Linked DNA regions of Gasterosteus aculeatus: region 2 is linked to region 1. A link is a contact called in public Hi-C data. All regions are on one chromosome and are shown on one strand. Each heading gives the region's core, a stretch centred on a gene start, on an enhancer-like site or on the middle of the called end of the contact. The rest is flanking DNA. Distances are from core to core; before and after follow the strand shown. Region 1 overlaps LOC120817393 (CCR4-NOT transcription complex subunit 6-like). Region 2 overlaps LOC120817843 (A disintegrin and metalloproteinase with thrombospondin motifs 2).

Evidence for each region. A called contact is a pair of places that touch in the nucleus more often than the background predicts.
Region 2: a Hi-C map of whole body shows a contact between it and region 1, with 2.9 times the contacts expected there. The contact joins two enhancer-like sites. A contact is called at or near these places in 4 of 6 Hi-C or Micro-C datasets (skeletal muscle, tail fin and whole body).

What each region holds. Positions count from the first base shown.
Region 1 is chr4:11,280,003-11,285,821 of fGasAcu3.hap1.1, reverse strand. LOC120817393 (CCR4-NOT transcription complex subunit 6-like) reads right to left here. Exons shown (of 12, transcript XM_078102218.1): 12 at 4,817-5,819. Among protein-coding and RNA genes, the nearest start is that of LOC120817393, 16 kb to the right of the region's middle. Within about 2 kb of position 2,616, at least 2 of the 9 cell types and tissues checked have open chromatin away from gene starts, as enhancers often do.
Region 2 is chr4:11,409,927-11,415,745 of fGasAcu3.hap1.1, reverse strand. LOC120817843 (A disintegrin and metalloproteinase with thrombospondin motifs 2) reads right to left here. Exons shown (of 23, transcript XM_040174454.2): 11 at 5,351-5,464; 12 at 5,104-5,249; 13 at 4,685-4,860; 14 at 2,976-3,109; 15 at 2,749-2,872; 16 at 2,287-2,367; 17 at 2,022-2,185; 18 at 1,746-1,902; 19 at 1,498-1,633; 20 at 1,123-1,330; 21 at 583-712; 22 at 130-219. Among protein-coding and RNA genes, the nearest start is that of LOC120818433, 11 kb to the left of the region's middle. Within about 2 kb of position 3,020, at least 2 of the 9 cell types and tissues checked have open chromatin away from gene starts, as enhancers often do.

The DNA.
Region 1 (5,819 bases), core at 1,367-3,866:
CAACCAAAAACACAGTTTTTTCATCTCAATATTCTGTTGCTAGTGGCAACCATTACTGAAACACAGCACCAGTGTCTGCTTAATTGACATTTTAACCAATTTATATATATAGATATATATATATATAGTCCCAAATAATCAAATAATCCCCGTTAGCATTATCTCTTTACGTGCTTATTGATTAACGTAGTTTTAGCCACTGTGCAAGCTGTCTGCTAATGTGTTGGATTCATTTTATCTTACGAATCTATTTGACACTTTTAAAGTTATTGGTGTTGATTTTATTCATTGTTCCCCAGATTAATTATAGTGTTGTACTTAACGTGGATTATTAAATGATGACCTGTGGATTCTTCCACAAAGCACAACGTTTGCCTTGTTTCTGTGCTTATTTTACAATAGTTTTTGTCTTACTGTTGTTTAGGGAATCTCACTGCCTTACTAGAGTGCTATGTTTCTACTAGCCCGAATACCTGCAGTATACACTGCATTTGTTGAGTAATTGTCAAAGGATATGGTATATGGAGCTCTAGTATTGAACTCACTGGTCTAGAAAGTCTGAAGGTTTCCAGCAGAGCCGTAAACTTCCTCCTCCTTTTTTTTTTTTCTTCGGCCCAATAACACATGAGACGACTGAACCAATGAATCCGCCCATAATCAGGACCTTAAGACAGCAGGGAAAGTCTCATCTTGGAGTTGAACCAACTCACGATGTTTTGCAGTTCAGGTCTTCTTTCCAAAACTGAACGTAACTCTGAGGTCATCACCTTCCTTTGTAAAAGAACAAAACCACACCCCTTGGTTTAACAAGAGTGATAAAACACACACACACACACACACACATGTGCTGTTTTACAGACCAGTAAATGCTCAGGTGTCTTTCCCTCCACACTAAAAGCTATTTCCAAGCAGTCGTCATTTTGTCTGGTCTGCTGGATTTCCACAGAAGATTCAGGGGATGTTTCAGGTCTGGAGCGCAGGTCGGGCCTGCTGCGTTGGCTGTGTGTGTGTGTGTGTGTGTGTGTGTGTGTCTGGCTTGTCCACCTCTCTCAGACACACGCGGCTGTATTTCATGTGCGCCTTTCTCGAGTTTAACAACTTAAATCCACAACTATGGAATCCAGGCAAGTACTCTGAGAGCATGTTGGGAGAACTTGGCTGAACATCACACAGGCAACTGGCCTAGAAGTCGGTCGCACACACGCTTAGACACACTGGTTAGAATTTCAGAGGAAAAGGATTTAAAGAATGGGGTGGTTGAGTGGGGGAGGAGAAATAAGGGAGAAAACAAGACAGTAGAGAAGGAGGGAGTCTACATCTGCAGAGGACTTTATAGGCGTCGCGATCACGCCGCCACGTCAACACGAGACAGATCGCCTGCAAACATTGAGGCGAAGGAAAGAGCAATCTGACTCTTCTCTCCCTCCTCTTTTTCTCCCCACGCGAACCAAAAGCTCCCTCTCTAACATCACAAGAGCACACATTTTGACAGCTGTTTCTGCTAGAAAATTCCAACAAAAAAAAAACAGAAAATAGTTCACACCCATAAGAGGTAACATTTGCCTCTTTGAGCACCTTGGAGATTCTTTTCAAACTTCCAGGCAGCGCGTTTAGAAAGTGCCTGGTTTCCACGTGAGCACGATCAGGTGGGCACTGTAGTTACTGTCACAGTCCATTTCAGGGGCAATAACAGGAAGCGCTTTGGCTCCGTCAGCAGGCCTTATTCACTCCCTGGATGGAGATGTGCGCCTAGCAGAAAATCGGATTGGGAACCCATCAATAATTGTGTTGTTCTGCGTCGACATACGATTTTGGCGCTTTTCTGTGGGCATCTGGTAAAGCTTCGCCTCCACTTGGTCTCTCAGGTTCCTTCTGAATCAAGGAGAGATGGAGGCTCGGGCCGGTTAACTGGTCATAATGTCACGGACACAACTGCACCACCACAAGTGTTGAAGTGCACCGAGTTCTGCACAATGTAGCAGCCCAACTTAATAAGTCTTTCTCAAACGTTTACTGCCAAAGCTAATCAAAACACTGAATGATATAGCTCTCCAAAGAACACTTTAGTTAAGGTTACAGTGATATTTTTAAATCTCTGGCTCTAAACCTGCATTGTCTTGTAACGTGGCTTCTCGTGTCTTCTATTGAACAAACGCGAGCACGAGCGATTAATCACGTTTGCAGATAGTTTGATGTCAAAATAAAAGTCACATAAAATCAAAGTAGGAAACGGGATCATCAAAATAAAAGAACACTGCTAGTGGTCGTTTACGCCAAGAGTTAGAAGCAAGCAAACCCAACAGTCCTCAGCGAGTCCCACGTTGACTGAAGGCTTCCTGCATTATTGAGCCAAAACACAAAAAGCCTGGCAAAAAAAGAATGCTCTTCGTGGTTGATGTTTTATTAAATGATTCAATTCATTATTATAATAATCGTGAATCATATGTGGTTAATAAACACATGACAACGTTGTGTACTAAAGACACGGCACATACACTAACTCCCGTTATCAACCGCAGCTGTGATTGGCTCATCAATCGGATTCGCAATGTTATCTCCATCGTATTGTGCAACATCTGTCTAAATTCCCTGCAGCTGAAGTCATGAGGCACCAGCTGAGCGCTGACGTCCTCCTGTAGACGAAACACATCCTGATCCTGTGGCTCCATCGTGTGTCTACAAATGATACAACAGTCAGCCCCCGGCCCATTTTTAGGCATCTAACGTTAAACTTGATTGATCCCGTGACGGGAAATTCGCTTTTCATTTGCCGTCCCAGAAGGAAAAGAAAAAGCTGAGGCTCGGCTAGAGAAACAGCCCCCGCCTGCTGACGCAGAGGCTTCAACCATGACGGTCTCCGGCCCACTAGTGAGGCCAAAAGGTCACAGTGAGCGTGCAGGTTTTATATTACAATCCATCACCCACCGATACTCACGTTTAACGAACTCGCTGCAGAAGATGGTCTGAGGAAAGAAAACATGCGCGTTCTGCCACCAGCTGTTTGGAACACGATCAGCTAAAACTATTTAAATCGGTTTAGTTTGTGTAACATGTGAGAGGTGTTGAGCTGAGGTCAGCAAACGGGAATAGGACAAAATGAAGAGTAAAAAACACTTTGTGTCAAAGTCTGAAAAAGACTGGGTAGAATCAAAAAAGCAAAAAGGAGGCAGTTCAAGGAGAACGGATTTTATTTTCAATATCCATTGCAAAAAAATAAGAGGTGACACGGCCTGAAACAGGTAATATAGAATTTATTTTCAACCAGAAGTAGGAAAATACATAGGTCGGTGTAAAGGAAACAAGCAGAACCTGTTGTAGTCAAACGGCGAAAAAACAAAACAAAAAAAAAAACAGAACTAGTCCGAAGAGAATCAAGAGGACGGCTAAGTGTACAACAGAAAGCATTGTTTACCATTCAGTTTCTTTTTTTTTTTAAACGGGATGTGTTGATTTGAAAACAGCTGCCTTGATTTTTCATCTGGATCAATGGACATTCTACAACATTGTGCAAGTGTTTAGACATTATTCTCTTTTTTATTTTTGCTGGTATTTCATGAATGGTAAACAATAGTTGGTCCAGTGCATAAACACAGTGACACAGATCAATGTACTCAGCTGACTACAAATAGACAATTCTGATCATTGAACAACTACTAGATCAGCAGGGAGGGAGGGTGAGCAAATATACAAGATGGATGATGCATGGGGAAAAGAAACGGGAGAGCAGATGGGAGATGATTGAAAGCAGCAGCAGCCAGTCGAAATGACAAAATAGCTACGGCTTCCAGGTAAGATATTTTAAAAACCCACGTTGCATGGGTCTGAATGTTTACTGGGGATTATTGCAAAGTTGTAAAAAGATCAGAATCGGATGTCTTTTGAGAAACCAAATCCCGGCGTGTATGAATACGGATGCAAGTTTGTTCATGTGATTCAAGGGGGGGAAAAAAGGCCCAAAGTTCTTGATCTCCTCACAGCCCTGCAGTTGATGAAGACTACGATTGGGATTAAACAAAATAAACGCGAGTGGTTGGAAAAAGAAGTTGCTCTACAGGAGGACTACAAGCCGCTTTGGTGTGCACCATTACAAAGAGATGCAGCCTGGGAAAATGACTCTACACCTAAAACAACAACAACCTATTAAACACAATGAGACAGTGGCGATTACAAAGCTAACAAAGTGACAGCTCCAGCGAGCTTACAGGGGGACTCGGCTCAGCCAGTCGCCGCATTTTCACTCAAAAGTCAATAGTCCGGGTTTTAAAAAAGAAAAGAAAAAAAAGGGTGGGGAGCCGGGGAGTCAACAACCAAAGGGACTTCAGCCACAAAAGGCAATAGTAGCTAGCTAGTGTAACAGGTTTAAACACGGTGATGCACGAGAACAGAGCGAAATGGACTAGAAGTACTCAAAAGTCGTCACGGGACCATCGACGCGCCGCTAGGCTCCGCCCTAAAAACACATTTCACGCCAGCCTGAACCGCGGTTCTGGTACCGATCTGCGGCCACTAGTGAGACTGTCCTAAGCTAAAGGCACCAGTACTCTCCAGCCAGTGCCATGCAACACCCAAAAATAAAGCCGAGAAGCTAATTTAACAAAGAAAAAAAATCGAATAGGAATCAAGTTGAACACCGTGTGCTGAACGTCACTGGCGAGCCCTCCGCGCTTCACCTCACCAACTCGTCCACGCGACGTCCCAGCGGCATTTCAACAGGGGATTTGGTGTGAGGTGGAAATATATTGAGTACAAGTAAAAACAATGTAGCAAACATAACACCGTCTAAGAATTCATGATTTACACATCATAACACAATTCATTTTCTTTTTAGAAAGGAAACATGAGATACATCTTTTATTCACACTTTACAAAAAAGCTAACCTTTAAATCTAATACAATACTAATGCCATTCAGGAAAGAAAGAAAAAGATCAAACTGGACACATTTGTTTCCATTGGGAGAAAAAAAAACAAAAATAGGTTAAAAGACAGACATGTGGGGGGGGGGGGGGGGCAAATGGGACAAGAAACCTTGATCAGAGGACTAAACGTATACTTCCTATTAATTTGCTTCCCTCTTGCTTTAAAAAATGTAATGTCAACATACACATTAAAGTAAATTAGATCTTTATCTGCCAATAAGATGGACCGAGGAGTGAGGGGAGCTACGTCCGCATCTATTAGGCGCTCGTCGTCCGTGCACTTTTTTGTAAAGTTTTGGTGTAAAAAACAGGTCTGTTAAATTAATTTCATTTGCCGAGACGTCACAAATATGATTCGTCGCAACGTGCCGCCTCTCCGGCTTTCAGAGAGGAAAAGCTGAGCTCGCTGCCCCTCGTCCCTGGTTCATCCAAAAGCAGAGCAAACAGGCCCTCCCACCTCCGCCGATGCAGAGGGGCCACAGACGGCACCACAGCTTCAGTGACGAAGGTAAGAGCTACAGACCGGTCGAGCAACAGTTTTTAAAAAGACACAGCTTGAGTAATAAGAGGGGGGGGGGGGGTGGGGGGGGGGTCTGAGGTCGGGCATTAGAGGGCTTAGGAGATTTAGAATTCATGGCCGTGGAAGTAGCGACGGGCTGGATATTTATGGTGGTTCCGGGCGTGGAGCTGTGCCGAGGTACAAATAGGGGGCCGACAATCACTGAGTGGACTTACAGATCACACATCGCACTCGTGTTCCGTGAGGGGGGCAAAGGAGTCGGTGGAGAAAGCATACCTGATTAATAGAGCTCAATGAATAGGAAGAATATACACATCATCATAACATTGTCACAGCTCATAAAAAAGGAAATCAACATTAACAAAAAAATAATAAAAGGAC
Region 2 (5,819 bases), core at 1,771-4,270, 130 kb before region 1:
AGGGGGCCAGCCGGGGCCGACCCTGCAGAGACAGGAGGACAGAGATGGGCAGGGCCCAGCAGAGGACAAACATGCAGCTGCGGCTGCCGCTGTGGAGGCCAGGCTGGGAACTATAGAGGGAGGTTTTACGTGAGGAGATCTTCCCGACCAAGTTGGGGTTTGGTCGGGACAGCCACTGGATCAGGATGTTGCCGTTCTTGTTGAGGTCAGACGAGCCCTCTGCAGAGGAAAAAAAGACAAAAACAGAGGGAGAGAGTGATGCAACGCTTTAGTTACTGCAATGAGCTTTCCCCCGATTCTCCTTTCTACACTGAGATGTGGGCCTGTTCTTGTCTACGTATTCAAGAATAATACAAAAAAAAGTTATCAAAGCATCAAATATGTTAAGTTTTACTTTTTGACTGCTTCTTTTCAAACGGACCTTCTTATTAAAACTGTGAGATATTTATTGTCCCTTTTGGAGCACAATGTTGGTATGTCAGATAAGACAAAAAAATTAACATTTTAATAAAAGGAAGTTATTAAGACAATAGGGAGTAAATAAAAAAAGATTTGAGAGACTGGAGGCCCCTTATCACTCACTGGGACATGGATCCAGGCGACAGACTCTGATGGTGTCGGGCTTACTGTCCAGACACAGGCCGATGGTGTTGTCCCGGGTGTGGCACAGAGCCTGCCTCTGCTGGGTCCCGTTGCCACATGACACTGAGCACTGCAGAGACGGGACATCCCATGACAAACACTTTAAAGACATCACACGGTATACAAGGCCGTAAAATCCGAACAAATGCATTTAATGTAGGCGTATCATGACGCTGTTTTTTTTGTGGATTGTCAAAATGAACATGTTAACCTATGCAATTAATGTGGCCAAAATTAATGCAATAAAGTACAACTTTTATTTGCGATTAATGAATTTAAAATAATCAGTTAATTTGTTTTAATCTATTGTCAGCCCTAGTTTCTTGTAATCATTTTCCTTGATTTACAGTAATACGTTTGATAATAAAACCACAAAAATCATCAAAAAGCATCTGTTGGACGTATAAAAAATATTGCAAATTCTTCCTGCAAAATGGACCAAACTTTTGATTTCTGCTGCCCTACGTTCAGCCTGCGTACCTGCGACCACGGGCCGACTCTCCACTGGGTCGGGCAGGAGTGTCGGTTGCAGGGTCTGCGAGACTCGGGCCTGTCGTCGTTGCAGTGTTTGTTGTGGATGGGGCGTGTGGTGTTGTCATCTGATGGCTGGACACAGCTGACCGAGCGGATTTGCATCCCTGTCTTTCCACATGGTTTGCTGCAGTTCTGCCACTCCCCTGTCACCCAACTGGAGGGACGCAACGGGGCAGAGGAGAGAAAGACAGGAGGTCTGAGGGCATTCAATATTCCCAAAATACTGAAGTAAACAATGAAAGAGGAGAAAAGACAAAGCCTACTGAGTGTAGAACATGAGTAAAGATTCCTATATCTTCACAGATGGGGACATATACATACATGGGTGGGGGACAGGGCTTCTGGTTGCAGTCTCTGGTGTCTCCTCTGGGTTTCATGTTGGATTTGTTACAGAAGCTCTTGTGGACCATCTTACTGTCAACTTTCCTTCTGCATCCGTATCGCAGGTACTGCTTCCCTACAGCATGAGGGGATAGAGGATTTTATAAATGTGAGCATGAGAAAACATAAAGACGGGCATGATAGATGATCAGAGTTTCACAGAAAGCACTTCCTTTACTCTACTGTACCTCCACCGCAGGGCTTGGAGCAGTAGGACCATCTCTTTGGAGCCCACTCATAGGCGCTGTCCTCCACCAGCATGTTGTTCTGAATAGCAGAGTCACTGTCCATGTTCATCATGTACTTATAAGACAAATTCACATCCTCATCGCCACGCAATTTCATCTGCAAAGGGGAAAGAATTGACATTGTGTGTGAAAAAGAGAGAGAGAGAAGGACAGAGATGCTTGTGTATGATCAGATTATTCCTAATATTGCTAATTTCTTCTCTTTTCAATGTGTACCATGATCAGAATTCCATGTCTGATAGGACCAGTGGTCTGAAGCGAATCCTTGTCGTTGTCATTCTCATATTCCCACTCCACGCCCTTTTCTATCACCGAGTGGGATTCTGGGTAATCGTTTTCCCCATTCAAGAAGAAAAGTCCAGAGGCAACGTTCTTTACAGCTGTAGATGCGTGAGGATTTCCATTAATCACACTAGTACAATATACAGCACAATACTATATAAACACGTAGGTAAGAAAAACACGATACAATGTCAAATACCTAAAGTGTGTGAGGTTGCTTTCAGCTCTTGGATCAGTAAGTGTCTCGCTCCTCTGGGGATTTCAAGAACTTTGAGGAAACCTGAAAGAAAGTTGACATCATGAAAGTGTTAGTTTACCAAAGAAAAGCCTCAGCTAATCCCACAAATAGCTCTTAATCATTTAAACCAAATACCCCTGCTCACTACTACAGACCCGAAGTACACATTGCAGAGAATCTTGGAATTCTCTGATGTCGAAGGTTAGATCATTTACTAACAAACATGTGCTCATAGAGGCCGCTGATCCTCCTCTAGAGGGCGGCGTTTAGCTGAATATAACTCAACGTGGGGTTCATACCATAAAGGAGCACCGGACAACTATCCCGTACTGAGCAGCATGAAAGGCAGCGGCTACGTCTGATGTCATGCCCGTCCGACATTCCGATCTGGGTTATTGTCCCTGTGAGTGTGTGTGTGTTCACCTTGTTTCTTGGCAGTGCGCGTGATGGTGTCTTTGAAGGTCTTGCAGCTGGAGTTGTCTCCTCCACACACTCCACATTTGTCCTCCTGCTTTGAGGAGCCGACCGTGCCGTCACAGCCCACTTTCTGTTCAAGAGGACATGGAAAGTTAAACACATGCAGATCTGACCACAAGGCAGCAGCCGTCTCGCCCTCTCACACACACACACACACGCACAACGTCTCTCACCTCACACTCCCCACGCACGCACACACTGTGCGGATCCTTGTAGGAGCAGCGCGTGCCGTCCAGGACCATTCTCTGCATGAAAACCACGTCTCGTGTCTCCTTGGACTGGCAATGCAGGTGGCAGCGCTTGTTAGCTAGGAAAAAAACAAACACACAAAAATGACCCAATTGGCACTTTTGTGATCCGTTTTGGATTTCATCTTCACAAATAACATGGGGGTTATTTTATATTCTTCTGAATGAGCGCTCCATGAGTCAGCGTGGCGCTTTGTCTCATTGTGTCTATTTGTGTGACTCATAATACAACTACATGAGCCTCCAGAGACAAAACCTGGCAGTTTATCCCAGTGAGAAGGAACACTCGACTTCATCACGTTCGTTACCCATGGACACAATCCAGAGACCTTGTTTTATGGTGCTTTGACACTAATAAGCAGGTGGCAGACGTGCTACTGTAAAACGATAACATATGGAAACAGGACACTTTTCTACATCATCATCGTATATCCTGCGCTTATGTCTAAGTGATGCTTTGCATTAGCTGCCAGTTCATCTTTCAACAAGAGTGTGGACAAATACAAAATGATAAGCTTAAATCATGGGAGCCCTCAAATGTTTTCAGGGGGTCATTCCACATTTTGCACACTGCTCTCACGATTTAATGGACAGACCAAGTGGGTGGATCGCTCTAAACAGCCGATTGATTAGCCGAACACACGCAGGGCAGCTTTGCCTCTCATCCTTCAGTAAATGACTATCTAGTGCCGACTTCGAAAAAAAACACCTAAATAGAGACAAAAACAAACAAAACGTCTCTGAACAAACAATCTCACACCCTGAGCAGACGCACTGTGTTTCTCGCAATCTGAAAGTCAGGAGATTACGGACCATGGATGGAATTCAATTTCACCTCCCTCTTCACTTTTCTCTCCCCCCCCCCCCGCCACACACACACACACACACACACACACATCTGTGCTCGCCCACTAACACACACTCACAAAAGTAATTTGAGACTGAGAAAGCCTGGCTGAAAAATATGGCATTTAGGAATGCTAAGAACGGAGAAAACAGTTTAGCGGGGCTCCTTTGCATTGAGTGTGTGTATCGTGACCTCCAATTACATGTGGAGACAGCTCAGCACTTTACTCTCGAGCTGCCCTTTACTTGGATGATAATTCAATACCGTACCAGAAAGGCAGTGACACCTCTTCCTAGAGACCGGCTAGGTCACACGCTCACGTGCATTTCAAACCTTCTCAATAAGGAAAAGGGGCTTCAGACATGCAGTGAAGTTTTGTCTCATGCATCGATGGAGAAAACGCTGTAGGGAGAGAGGTTAGCAAAGTTCAGCTGACATCATGGCGTGGGGGGGGGGGAGAGAGAAAACACAGACTTCAAAGAAGTTTGTTTTTAAAGAGATTTCCTCAGAGAGGGCGTGGTTTTATTGGGAGGGTGTAGCCGGTTGGACAGCCAGATGTCAATGACCATAACAGAGCACATATACACAACCCTCTCCAACCCGACCACACTCAAGAATGATGTGTGCGCGTCCTCTTTCTTTCTGGCTTTCATTCGCATTTACGACTTCCATCGTGCATCATGGCGCCCGGTCCGTCGTTCCCAGGCTGCTATCCGAGCGCCCCTTCCTGCGTGTATTCTTCTAGCTACCCCTTCTTCCCCATTCCCACCTGAGGGTGTGCACTCACGGTCTGTGTGTTCATAAGGCAACCAGCGGTGCATGTTGCTGTGGATTTCAAAGCGGGGGTCCCAAGCGTGGCATTGCTCCTCCCGCGGGTCACTGTAGATATCCTCGCACTCGTTGACGTTGCACATCTGGAACTGGTCCGTCGCCCCCATGCAGCTACGGCCCCCGTTTGCTGGCCTGAGAGGATTGCAGGGCCACGGGATGATTATCACTCAAAGCTCGGGGAAGGAAATATATATTCAACGCTTATACAAATTATCTTCATCTTGTGTTAATAGAGCAAACGTATTACTTTCGGGAATCATTGCAACAAATATCGGAAGTTAAGACGTTGTGTCGAGGAATGCGTTCTAAAACAGTTTTACAGCTTAAGCTGAATTTAGCATAATTAAATAAAGAATAATAAAAAGGGTCCCATACCTCGGATTGTCACAGTCACGCATGCGAAAGTGCACTCCTCCACCGCAGGTGCGGGAGCACTGGCCGAACTCGCTCCACGTCCCCCAGTTTCCATCTTGCTTTATGATGTCAGGTGTCAACCAGATGCAGTGACCTTTAAAGCAGTGCTGGAGAACGCGAGAAAACCCTGTTGCTATTTGGATGTACTGCGCTGTCAAATTAGTGGTTTTCAGCAGAATATATGTTAATTCAAATAGTGCATCAATACCTTTCCATTCCCACACATGGTGCCATCAATAGGAGGCCCTTTCTTGGTCTTGCAGAAGAACGGATTGTCTGGGTGGCTGCACCACAGCTGCTTACATGGGTCAAACGTGCGATACTGCAGGGTACAGAGAGAGGCTCTATCTTACAACTAAAAGTCCTTTTACACAGCACACGCACACACCGCGTCAAAGTCTCACAAGTCAACTATCGTGAGACAGCTGGAATGAGACTAAACACTGAAAATGAAAACAGAGATGAGAAGAGAAATATCACTACAACAATAACCACAACAGTTTATACCCGACAAGAAGGACACCGACCCCGCGCTGTGTCACTGCACTGTACACTACGCTCCACTGAGACACACACAGCCATTCATGCAAACTAAACCAAAGGATGATCGAGACACAGCCCGTGGTTTAATTTGGTCACAAAGGAGGTCAGAGGGCGAAAAGGTTGAAAGGCCAAAG